2 separate regions of the Capsicum annuum genome follow, and region 2 is linked to region 1. A link is a contact called in public Hi-C data. All regions are on one chromosome and are shown on one strand. The core of a region is the stretch at or near the end of the contact, and the rest is flanking DNA. Distances in the headings are between cores, read along the strand shown.

Evidence for each region. Hi-C and Micro-C count contacts between places; a contact is called where the count stands out from the background.
Region 2: a contact with region 1 is called in a Hi-C map of leaf, with 2.1 times the contacts expected there. The contact joins the promoter of LOC107863914 here to the promoter of LOC107863917 in region 1. A contact is called at or near these places in 2 of 5 Hi-C or Micro-C datasets (leaf and placenta).

What each region holds. Positions count from the first base shown.
Region 1 is chr3:38,005,584-38,012,528 of UCD10Xv1.1, reverse strand. It overlaps LOC107863917, which reads left to right and starts at 2,784. Exons shown (of 5, transcript XM_016710119.2): 1 at 2,784-3,258; 2 at 4,825-5,005; 3 at 5,153-5,606. The coding sequence starts at 3,172.
Region 2 is chr3:38,149,997-38,156,941 of UCD10Xv1.1, reverse strand. LOC107863914 (sm-like protein LSM2) reads right to left here and starts at 2,822. Exons shown (of 4, transcript XM_016710113.2): 1 at 2,674-2,822; 2 at 1,032-1,086; 3 at 677-835. The coding sequence starts at 1,034.

The DNA.
Region 1 (6,945 bases), core at 1,535-4,034:
TTTGCAAAGAAATAAAAAGATCAAACTATTAATCAATAAATTAAAAATAAATAGAATAGACTAAAAGTCAAAAAAAAAAAACATACATCAAAGGTGCAGCGCCAAACACTTAAAATGAAGTGCACATTATAAAAGAACTACTCTCTCCGCCGTAAGAGAAAAATATCAATTTTTAAAATTTATAGGTTAAAATAAAAAAATTCTACGATCATAAATTATTTCAATAAAACTAAAACGAAAACTTTGAAGTTAGAAAAGATATCATTTCTTATCACATAAATTATAATAGAAAAAGTACTAATTATTATCATTTGAAAAGTAATTAATTATACGACTAATATGATTAGTTATTTCTTACCCCATTATTCATGAGTTATTTCTTGCTTCTTACTTCATTAACCATTAAAGTTATTTTAAATTCTTAAAGAGATATCTAAAATTTATGAGGGTCGTATTACATAACTAAATAATTTTGAAGTGGTATTATTACATCTATATTGTTAAGAGAGTGAAGAATTAAGGAAGAGATTAAAATTTTATTTTTTAAAAATAAAATTATTGTAAAGTATATTTTTTCATTTTTTTCTTATTATTATAATCAGGGACGGCTTAATCATATTAGTGGCTTAATGTCAAAAATCAAATGGAGGCCTTAAATTTTTATGATTTTTTTTTTTATAAAGTCTACCTTTTAAATTCTTGATATGCAATTTGTGAATAATTTTTTCATCTAATAAAATAATTAATTTATTTAATCTTTTCGAGACATAGTATATCATATATACAAAATTTCTTCTAATAATTCTTTTCTCTTATACAAAAAGTTGTTTTTTTCTACAAGTGTTTAATATTTTTTTTTTTAAATTACAATTTATTATTGCCTAAGATGGTTGCCTATATTTTAAAGCTATAGAACCGGCACTGATTATAATCTTTTTCATTTCTTTTTTCTTCTTCAAAAATTGATGCCACCCTTTTTTTCATCTCCTTCTACTCCTCCCCTCCGCCCAATCTAATCCACTTTCACTTTTTATCACTTATTCACAACTTCACTCATTATTAATCATTGGTGCTTTAACTATTTTCAATTTTATTATTTTATCTGAAAAAATTATTTATATTTTGAATGATTTTATAAAATTCATTAAAATTTAATATGATTTGAAAAACATTATTTAACTATTTTATTTGAGATTCAATTTAAATCTGTATCAATGATTTTTTTTTTTAATTTTGACTTTTAAGTTTTGCTAAAGTTATTAAAAAAAGAAAGAAAGAAGAGATATCAAACTTTCAGATTTGTTCAAAACGAAAAAAAGAAGAAGCATGTTATGTATGAAAAAAGAAAAAACTCGATTTATACATATATAAAAAATGGTGAGATTAGTAGTTGGTGAAGAAGAAAAACAATGAAAGAAAGAAGAAAATAATACAGGGGACAAGGGTTAGTGATGAACATAGAAGGACCATCAGTGGTTAAGTGGATAGGGTTACTTCTCCCTTAATTAGAGGTTTTGGTTTAAGCATTAGGTATGAAAAATTTTTTGATAGGGAGCGCTACTTTTCGAGCGGGCCTTATCAGGCGTAAATCCGAATTAATTGGATTTCAATGTGGATATCAAACACCAAATGAGAAGTTAAAAAAAATAATAATAAATAAAAGCGGGTGGGTAGAAAAAGAGAAAAAAGAAAGAAAAATAAAAAGAAACACTAAAAATGAAATAAAAAAAACTTTAATTAAATTAATGTGTCAAATGAGGATTAATGTGTGATATCTACTTCTTTTTTTTTAAATTAAAATTTATTTAAAATGAATGTGATTATATCACTTTAAAATTGGTGGGATAGTAAAATCTCTGTGAATTTTTAAGTGTTTTTTTACAAATTTGAGATAATTTTAATGATTACTTTATTTCTTTTCTTTTTTTCCAACGTTTTCCCCTCTATGTGTTGTTTTTCCTTTTCTTTAAAGAGGCTGATCAACAAACCAAAAAATTGTTAAACTAGATTAGCGAAGTACTGTGCAAAAGGTATAAATTTATGGCCACCTTGAATCTCAAATTGGTCACTTTGGAAGGTGAATCACACACCTTGTTACGTATTGATTCATAATATATTAGTATATTAATATATTACTTTAATAAATATAATATATGAATAAATTTTGTTATTTTTATTATTATATAATCTCATAAATTAATAATTTAAAAAATAAATTTATTAAAAAAAGTAGTGCGAGATATGACTACTATTAAAAAGTATGACAAGAAATAATATACAATTATTAAATAATAAATAAAAATTAAAAAATAATGACGTAATCTTATCAAATCATTGGTTACATAAAATAAAACTTTTTATTGTACCCTAACAATGAATCTTAACAATACGATATAATATAATCTAAGGAACAAGCAAAATAAATATGGTATGTAAATTAACAATATAATACAATAAAATACTATGGGTAACAACTATAATCATATTGTAAGGAGTCGTTCTGTAGTTGTCTAGAGTTACGTTGTTGTAAGTTTTTTTATGTATCATTTAATGTAAAATTGTTTATTTATTTATATATATATCTTTATAATTTAGAAATATATTAGGTATGTGTGTTTTAAAATTATAAATACAGTATATTAATTTTATATTTGAATTGCTATCTCCTAATAAATTATCAAACTTAATACTATTAATATTTGCATATTTATATATCTGAATAAACCAGCTATCGGACAGCTTTTAATGAACGGAATTTTCCCATCAAATAAGAGGAAGAAAATGACATTTCCAATCAAATCTTGATTTGTGGTAAGCAAAATTATGATTAAAACAAAAAAGATCTTAAATTGCGTGAAAAAACATTGACGTAATACAATAAACAAACCTCCACCACATCTCTCACAAGATTCCAAAAACATAGAAAAAGTCGAAAAACCTTTCTTGTCTTTGTCTTATTGATTCAAGAATCCCAACAAAACAGCAAAAAGATGTAACCCCAAATTCCTCAAAGGGCCACTTGAAGTTTCTAAACCACCAGATTGCAATAAAATCTTGAGAAAACTTGAGGTGAATAGTAGGATAAGCCACAGATGTTGTGACCATCAAGATTTAAAAAGAGAGATTTTCTGGGTCAGAAACTTTTAAGATAACAAGTTTCTGAACTGAATTATGGTTGAAGGTTGTCTTATGGCTTCTCATGGTTATCCTCCTTGGAGTTTTTCACCTCCTGAATTGACTATAGGAAGGGGTTCTAAGGTAAAGGTGATTTTGGAACTCCTTTTTGGGTTCAGATGTAGTTAATGAGTGACTGAGTGATTCTTTTTTATAACGGCGGTGTTCAGACCAGCTTTTGTTTGTCTAGACTAATTCCATGTGATTGATTAATTGATTAGTTGATGGGGTTTTATTTTTTGTTTTCTTGGTGTTGGTTGGTAAAATATTTTGTTTTGTCAATTTGTAATAATTTTAAGAACTGTTTGATGTATGATATTTGTTACTATGTTTAAGGTAGTTATTTGGATTTCTTCACTCTGTTTTTATAGTGGATCTTAACTAGTTTGGGATTGAAATTTGGTCGTTGAATTGATTGATGATTGATTGCTAACGTGTTTCGTTATGTCAATTTGTACTTTATTTAAGTGTCTGATTCAGGTGATCGCTCCATTGTTGCTGATGAACGTTGTCAGATTATATAGTGTTAATGAGTGCAATTCTTGTTCCAATTTTGGAGAGGCTGTAGTTTCACCTTATATTTTTGAGATGATGGTCCAGAACACTCATGAACTATTACTTTTTCGCTGGTTTCATCCCCAAATATTAGTTGTTCCCTTTTCCTACCTGAACGATCATCATATATGTCTTTTTCTACCTGAACCATCACCATCCAGGGACGGAGCTAGGTTGACCCGAGGGGGTTCATCCAAATCTCCTTCAGCGGAATAATACACTGTTTAAATGTTGAATCACCTTTGGTTTCTTTTAGTATTTACTTCTTCATATTTTGAACCCCTTAGTAAAACTTCTGGCTCCGCCATTGTTACCATCCATGTATTAACACACACATAGTAGAGTAGATAGTAATAGTTCTGGTAGGAAAAGGATATAATTGATAGTTGTCTTAATCATCTTCGAGGTGTGTTTTAATATAGATGGTTATAGTTCAAGTAGGAAAAGGGAATTGATAGTTGGGGTGTGAAACTCATGAAAAAGTGATAGTTTAAGTGTGTTTTTGACCATTAACTCAATATTTTTATAAGTTTATTTTGTTTCTAAATCTTCTCTCTCTATATATATATACAATTTGAGTTCTACCTGTTTATATGCTGGTTTTACTGGATGTCTGATTCACAATCTGCTAAGATGGTTGAAATGAGAAGAGATCAGTAATGCTAGTAGTTGTCTTCCTTTCTTCCTTCAAGCCTGGGGTGTATTCAAATATTATTATTGGATTATCTGACTTGAGAAGGAAGACATCCCATGCTTAACATTTTGTTGTCCTACTCCAGTCCTATGATAGAAGCATATTTTTTGCAATTAGAGATGCGCTATTTGCATTAGAGTTGCAACTTTTATGGATTTGCTTTAATTTTGGGATACCAAGGGATATGCACCTAAGATATCTCAGGTGTAATCAAAGTTCTGCAGTCTTATTCTTTGTTGCGTACGGCCCTGCTTCTGATATTTGTTGTTCCCTGTTGTTTAAAGAATTGTCGAGTTGTTTGGCAATTGATGAGCAGTTTATCACTTTGGTAGTCTGGTCTGATCTTTAACTTCAAGTGATCCTAGATCCACTTAAATGGTCCGCTTTCTTTCTAATTGCAGGATAGCGTTCCTTTTTCTCCTATTCCTGGAGTGAATCAAGATATGGCGATGTCAAGTTGTGCTAGCCTAAGGTTGAATCAGAGACTGGATTTATGGAAACCAATGAGTCGGTTATTGGCAGGCAGTCCCTTTGTCAGGATCCTATCAACCATTGGGGGACCAATACTCGTAGATGTGCGAGGTTCATAGTCCACGCTTCCTCAAAATTTTGCTTAAATTTTGAGTTTTAGTTTCTTGATCATCTTAGATGGATCCGTTATCGCTCATGAAAACTATTCGTATCTTTTTAATACTGTACCATACTTATGACCCCTATCTTTTAACGCAGACAATCACTTCAACTCAGTGCTCTTTAGCTTTGGGATTGCTGAACAATGCACAAAGCAGGAGAAGATTCTGAAGTACCTTAGGTCTGGATCAACCGATGTAGAAAGCGGTGGAAAAGATATGTCTATACTCTTTGATCTCATGGGGCCACTGGCACATGCAATAGACATGCATCAACGAGAATTTGCTTCTTATCTCGAACAACAGTTTCATGATGCAAAGTCCCAGCCATCTCTTGTTTATCCAAGTGCTGCACTCCACCTATGGGAACCTTCTTCAAATTTGATAGGACTAAATTCAGGAAAAATGATCCATTTTGATGACCGTCTATTAGTTAATGGAGCCAGTGCTAGGGTTGAGATGAAGGACATACTTTCAATTATCTCTGAGTTCTACTTCTCAAGGAACTCAATGAAAAGCACAAAGCACGCAATGCTGGTTCCATACTTTGACAGGTAGCAATATTTTCTTTGCTTGAATTCTGTTCTGAAGTTTTTGTTGAGTAGTTGGGTCAAGTGTTTTCTTGTTCATTTGGTTTATCTTATTGAAAATAGAACTTACTGGGCTTTTCTTTTCTGTATTGATTCTCCTCTGTGAACAAATGTAGCCCATAAAAGCTTTTCTTCTGGCTTGCAGCGCCATAGGTTTGTTGTGGTTCCGACACTCGAAGATAGAGATATTGTAGCTAAATTAATAATTTTTGTTTCTTGAATAATTTGATATCTCGGTTGAAGTGAGTTAGTTCCTTGTCTCGCAGATGCTACTTTAAGGCGACAAAATGGGTTGGTAAAAATATAAGAGCGACAGTTATAACGATTATCACAGGTAAGGACTAGAAGGGGAATAATTAAATAGTAAAAATGAAGCCTCTACCACTATGAACAGGTAAATGCTTGGCTAGTTGCATATTATCTGAAGATATAAGTACAATGATGCAATCAAGATGATAATAGCTATAGGGGCATGGGAAAAGAAGATGCATATGCAGTGATTTGCCAATGGAGTGTAGAAACATCATAGTTTGGAACTGAAGTGATTTCCTAATTTAGTTAGAACCCCTAGAAAACCAAGGTTGTCATATCAGGTCTAAATAAGCATCTTAGCATGTAACCATTTTGATCCTGTGGGAAAGGGTACCATGCTCAGATACACTGGTTAGCATCAGTTTACTCTGAGCTGTAATAGGGTCAAGGTCTTCCGTCTGTACGGGCCTGCCCTAGTAGATCATAGATGCCTCTTGTGTGCCTATATGGGAAAGACATACATAGGAGGTGTTCTCTAGCTATTGCTATCTATATGTAATGTTACCAGTTTAAGCTTGGCTCATCATGGCAATGAGTCAGCGTCATAATTTTCTTGAGAAAGGATTTATTAGCTTCTATTGGTTTGAACAATTGTTTAGAGAGGTGAAATTATGATATTATGCTTCAGAAGTAGGTAGACAATAGGACAAAGGATGATCAAGTTGGAGATTAGGGATGTCACAAATTGGTGTTGGGTTGAGCAGCAGCTCTCTACCTCTTTCACATGGGCTAATGGACATGCTCAATCGTATAATTCTAGATTGGTACTTCTGTATGCAAAAAATAGCTGAGTTACTGACTGGCGAGTTTAGCTATTGATTCAAACTAAAAAGTTTTGCTCAAAGCCATCTTCTTTTTTGCACCCAAGGTTGTGGCCTGTGGTCAATGAAGTGGGTGAGAACTAAGAACCATGAGGTCTCAGGTTCAAATCCCAGCAGAGACGAAAGCACTAGGTGATTTCTTCCCATCTATCCTAGCCTTGGTTGATAGC
Region 2 (6,945 bases), core at 1,573-4,072, 140 kb before region 1:
ACAACTTCTTAGCCTTGTAATGAATAAATTCTCAGTTCCCAATGGATCAAAGAATATAAAGCTAGACCTCCTTAAGTAACATCAGTACTTCATTCAACAGAAAGGTGAATAGATCATAGTACAGCTTACAAATCTGCGCACGAACACTAAACTTTAGCATTCCTAGGAAAGAGCCGAAGACAATCATAGTTGTAGTAATCGAAAACCTCATCCCTATATAGACTAAGGAATCCCATATCACAGTGAACATTAGTCACCAAAACCATATATGCACAGAGAAGTTCAAACTTCAAATTGACCTTGATTCACATATCCAATCAGCATTAGTAGTTTCTAGCAAAACTATCAGGTTCACTATTCCAGAGTACTATGGAAGAGAAAACATCCAGTCGTTTTATTTCATAACAAACGTGTAAAGAGCAGAATCACACATTCTTGAATTGAGAAAGAGAGAGCAAACAAAGGTTTTCAACAGACCGTACTCGCCCATAAGAGAAGGTGAACGAGAGAGCCAAACAAAGGTTTTCAACAGACCGTACACGCACAAAAGAGAAGGTGAACGAGAGGCAAGATGTAATACATCTCCAAACTAAACATAGACAATAAACCATAAACGAACACAAAAACAGAAACTAAGAAAAATAAAGATGCAAGAGAAAGAATAAGAGGGAGTTACCATGTGGGGGTACTTGTCCTCATCAACAACCCTCGTGTTTTCAAGCTTAATGTTGAGATACTGATCAACTGAATGCAGTGTTCCTCGAATAGCCAAATCGTTCTTCAGTTCCACAGTCACTTCTCTGCCCACTAGATCCTTGAAATATGAGAAAAACAACTGGAGAACAGAGTGGGCCAAGGGCAAAACCGAGTTAGCAGATAGACCAAACAAATTTATGAGGAAAAAACTTAAACGAAAATTGATTCAAATAAGGTAAATGAACTTCCTACTCAAGAAGACATCAATTATATACAAATTAGGCGTGATTAATAGGAATATACAGCAATGAAAAAGAGGGATCAGACAACAATACCATTTTTATCTCCCAGGGAGTATATCACTGTGTTCTCTGTGTCCTTGGCAGCTATCTGCTTCAAAAAAACACGAAAATTTTCAGCCTTCTTTATAACAAAGTACAACGACAACACCTAGTTTGGAATATTATGAAGGCTCATAATACTGGAAGGGCTCATAAATTAAGTCGTTTTAGACGGGAGCTCACAAGTAGACTTCTTTTTTATTGTATTATATACTATAAATGGAAAAACAATTACAGTTGCCTATACAACAATAACAACAACAACAAACCCAGTATAATCCCACAAGTGGGGTGTGGGAAGATAATGTGTATGAAGACCTTAGCCTTGGAAGGTAGAGAGTTTCTAGAGTTGTGCCATGTTCTATCTAGTCACCTCTTCCGTTACTTCTTCAACTAGCCTCTATCTCTCCTGAAACCATTCATAGCCAACCTCTCACACCTCCGCTTAGGCCTCAGTGCAACTCCTCTTCATGTCTAAGTCATTTCATCCTCGCTTCCCATATCTTGTCTTCCACAAAGACCACGCCCACCTTTTTCTTGAATATCTACATTTTTAATCTTATATCTCTTAGTAAGCCTATACATCCATCACAGCAACCTTATTTCCACAATATTCACCTTCTGACTGTAAGTGTTCTCGACTAACTTTATCATCATCATCCTATTGGTGACCATTCTAACCTGCACCACATGCTCCTTGAACTCCATATTTACCACCAAAATGCCTAGACCATCCAAACCTTCACCACGTGCTCCCTCAACTCCATAATTACCACCAAATGCCTACTCCATTCCTATTCCTCAAGCCTCGAGTATAACAACTTATAGTCATCTACATCCCTCACCAGTTCCTACCTATTTGATCTCCTGAGCACAAGCTATATTAATACTCTTCTTAAGAATTGTCACTACCCCTACAAACTTCCTCATCAATATCCTATGTTTTAAAAACCTACTCTCAGCCTAGCAACTCCCATAACCCTCTTACCAACCCTAACCCTCTCCCCCAACCTTTAAAATAAAACTCAATAGCACACTATACACACCTCAACGGCCCGTTTTTTTACACAGAGAGTTGCTTTGACTTCCTATAATCCCAAATAACTGAAAAAATAACACTAAAAAAAAAAAAAAAATGCCTTGAACATCCTAACCTTCACCGCGTGCTCCCTCAACTCCATATTTACCACCAAAATGCCTATTCCATTCCTATTCCTCGAGCATTTTGAGTACCACAACTTATTTCCCACCCATTTGATCTCCTGAACACAAGTTATATTAACCTTCCTCCTTTAAGAATCTTCACTAGCTCTATCAACTTCCCCATCAATATCCCTATGTTCCAAAACCCTACTCTCATCCTAGAACTCCTTTAACCCACTTACCATCCCTAACCCGCTCCCCCAACCTTTAAAATAAATTTCAACAGCACACACTATTCAAATACTTGTTCCGGTTGATTAGCAATTGAAATCAGTTGTAAATTTTAACTTCCTATAGTCCCAAATACTACACTTAAAAAAGGAAAAACAGCATCTCTTAGGGACTGACTAATTAATTTATTTATATCTCCTAATCTAAAACATTCACAAAGTAGGGATTTTTTTTAATAGAGAGATGTAAAGAAGGAACTTACCTCGATTTGGCCGGAAGGGCAAGTGTGCGTGGTGAGGTGAAAGCGGATGGTCCGAATTTGGAGTAAATTTGCTTCAACACATAATACAAGCAAATATACCCAAAACCCTTTTTATAAAGTGAGTCCTATTGTGCATGATTTTTTTTAATTTAATTTATATATAATTTTATTCTACTCATTTATTTAGTTTTTTTTTTTTGGTAAAGTAGATGCATTAATAAAGTAAAGGGAGTTTTACCCAGCAAGGCCTAATCCGGCACAAAAACATAACAAATGAAACTAGTAATCCCATTACTTATTGCAAATCGGGGTTGAGATTTCCCCTTAAAATCTTCCCAAAAAAACTACTCCTACATTGACTGGTGAAGTTAGAAAGACATGGAGTCTATCAACAAAGTCTCGCTCTGAGCCTTGCTTTGCTAGCATATCTGCTACTCTATTCTGTTTCCTGTAGGGGTTGTAGACCGGAGGATTCTCCAAGCTCCCTAGTAAGCACCTGCATTCATTAACAACTCAATCATAGAGTAAGTTACCATGGTGAAGCATTCTTATGATTTCCATAGAGTCAATGCAGACTTCTAATGGCTTGAGATATTGTTCTAATGCAAGCTTAAGGCCTTCTTTAAGATCTAGGAGCTCCATGAGGTTATTTGTGGCATGGGTAAAGCTCTTGCTAAACCCCACAACCCAATCACCTTTGCATTTATTTGGTTACTAGATTAGTGTACGCGCTTTGCGCGTGATTAAAATACGTGCTTCATTTTGGAAATAATCATTATAGAAAAAGATTCTGGGCTTAAATACGGACTTCGTCGTTAATTAGTCGCTAAATTACTCATAATTTTTTTTTCATTTTATAATGGAGCTTACTTGGTCACAATTCTATTTCGCATCATTTTAATATATTTTTTGCATTTAATTTGGATGCGTAACATCATAATATAATATTATTTGTGAGGGTTCAATTTTCCACCTTGTAATCCTCTTCTCTATTATCACTTCAGCTACCCCCAATTTTAAAAAAAAAAAAAAGTTTTTAAAAAATAGTTTCTGCTACTCTCAAAAATATATATTTTCTTCCTAAAGTTTGACCAAACACTATATTCTTATAAAATAAGCACTTTTGACCTCTGAAAAGTAACTAACCAATAACAAAAAAAAAAAAAAAAACATAAAACATAATATTTGAATCCCTACCATTGATCCCCGAGAAAATTGTCTTCAATTTTTTTCATTACAAATAAAAAAAGAAACAATATTAGAATTGAAGAAGAACAATAATAATTTAATAGAAAATAAATGACAAGTAAAAATTATTTGTAGTGAAATAAACTAAACATGAGACTAAAACCTAAAAACAAGTTTAATATGTATATATAGGACTCACCTATTAAAATTTAGATATGTATAAAGATTTAAAAAAAAAAGAAGCTATTATTATATATAGGTAAGAAAAAAACCTATGTGAAAATTTGGAGATATATTTAATAAGGTAATATTTCAATAGAGTTTTGAGACTTTTTAACCTAAAATAGAAAACTCACCTAACAAAGTACTTCTGTTAAAATTGAGAATTAGTAGAAAACTTTTTTTCCATATATTTATCATATTCAATATTTAATACTATTGTGATAATTATATACTTATTGAAGGAAAGAAGTGAAAAGACTATTTTGTCTATTGCAGGGTCTTTTAATGAAGGACAAAAAGTTTGTATCATTTTTCTAAGGGTCTTCACACCTTTAATATATTATAGCTATATATTCTTTCCGCTTCAAAATGAATGACATATTTTGATTTGATATGGAGCTTAAAAAATTAAAAAAAAAACTTTTAAATCTTGTGGTTCTAAACATTAAAGATATGTCAAATGTACCAAAATATTCTTAAATCTTGTTGTCTTAAATATGTCATATAGAAAGTTGAAATTAAAATATTATCAAAAAAAGAAAGGGATCATTCATTTTTAAACAGATTAAAAAAAGTAGATAATTCTTTTTGAAATGGAAGAAGGAATAAATTAGTAATATGAATACCTAGTGTTAGGCATGTGCTCAAATCTATTTGGTTCGATTTTGGTCATCATCTCTTTAATGTCATTCTAAAATTTAAAATAAATTAAATTAGCATAATTAACATTTAAAAAAACATTATAAAACAACTTAATCACATCATATGAGAGTCTACATCAATTGAAAATGTGGTCAAATAAGTATTAGCACTGATCATATGAGTATTAGTACGGACCACTTAATCAGAACAAACTTATGCCTTGAGAAACAACTCTTATTTTCAAACATTACTAGTCTTAACACCACTCACAACATATATAATACTCACTTGATCACGTATTCAATTATTCTAGATTTTCATACGATGCGATGTAGTTGTTTACGATGTTCGAATGATGTTCATTCCGCTAATTTTATTTTTTATTTATTTTTCACCTTTTCTTGTCATATACTGATCATATATTAGTGATTTGAGAGCATTGCATGTATTAATACTCATTTGATTATGTCTAAAATTAACATGGACTCACAATTAATGTAACCAAGTAGTTAAACAATGTTTAGATGTTGTTAATTATGCTACTTTAATTTTTTAATTTAATTTCTCAAATTTTTTAATCTAAAAGTTGGACTAATGTACTATGATAACCATAATATTTTTAAAAAAAATTATTAAATGATTATGGTGATATATTGAATCGAGGTTGTGGGCACTATTAAATTCTCTTTGCTCTTTCTCTCTTTCTTTAACGTCTCTTCTCGAATGTTAATGACCGAATGTTAAGCCTGGCATCGACGATCTCTCTTCAACGGCATGTAAGGCATTCTTCTCTCTACTCTTCACTCAGATCTATTTACCCTACTCTCTCTATTCTCTTTCTCTCTCTCCCCCTCTTCTTCGATTAGTCACTACTGTCTCCACCGGTACTCCATATTTCTCTGTGAGATACAAACTAGTCTCACTACAGGAAATAATGTTCCGGCGATGACTAAAAAGCTATGGTTTGCTTCAAGATTTCATGAGCGAACAGGTAAATCAGATCCAGCTTCTCTAAAGTTCTTCCGGCGAAGCTCCAACGGTAATATTTTGCCGACCATTTTGGCATCAATTATTGTTGGAATCCAACAACGAAATCAAGACAGGGGTCCCTACTCTCCATTATCTAGCATATTCCAGTGGTTTCTATTCCTCACTCTTTACTTAGTATTTCTATTTTTCTTTTCTTTCCTGAATTGTTGCCTCTTGGGTGGTCTGTTTTTGTCTACTAGTTTGATTTTTTTTCTTCTTTTTTTTTTGAACTCCATCCTCTGTATTCTCTAGTCTTTGATTTTTTTAGTTTATGTCTTTTTTAGGGTATTATAATCTGCTAGTGGTCTTTTTAGCAGTGTTATTCCTGGACTTTTCTATTTTTTTATTTGTGTTTTACGCCTTTCCAGTATATTATTCCTTTTTATTTCTTTTCTTCTTTTATTGAGTAGTGGCATTGGTGGTTAATGGTAGACTAGGATCATATCGTAGGTCAGAGTTGAGGTTGGGGTTGGGTTAGTTTTAGGGTTGAGTTTGGGGTTAAGGGAAAAGGGTAGTAAGTTAAGTGGGACAAGTGAGACTCTAGGTTGAGATTTGGGTTTTAAAATATATGGACTCTTCAAGGTAAGTCGATGGAGTTCGTGAACATTTTTAGGATGAGAAGGATTAGTATAGCTTGTGTCCAGGAGACTAAATGGATAGGCTTTAAGGCAAAGGATATGGACGGGTTTAAGTTATGGTACTCTGGTAATGTGAGACATAGGAATGGGTAGGTATCTTAGTTGATGACAAGCTTAAAGGTCTGGTGGTAGAAGTTAAGCGGGTCAATGATTAGTTGATATCGATTAAGTTGGTCATTAGAGGGTCTTTATTGAATGATATTAGTGCCTACGCTCTGCATGTGGGATTGGAGAGGGGGAAAGAAGGGCTTTTAAGAGATTTTGGATGAGGTGGTGAGGGTGTTCCGAGCACTGAGTAACTTTTCATAGGAGATGATTTCAATGGGCATATTGGGTCTTTATTAAGAGGTTATGATGATGTGTATAATGGTTTCAATTTCGGGGAAAGGAATGAAGGAGGACCCTCACTTTTGGATTTTACTAGGGCCATTAGGTTGGTGGTGCCGAATTTGAGCTTCTCGAAGAAATAGGATCACCTTAGTACCTTTCATAGTTCAGTGGACAAGACTCAGATAGACTTTTTTCTCATTAGAAATGGTAATAGAGCACTTTG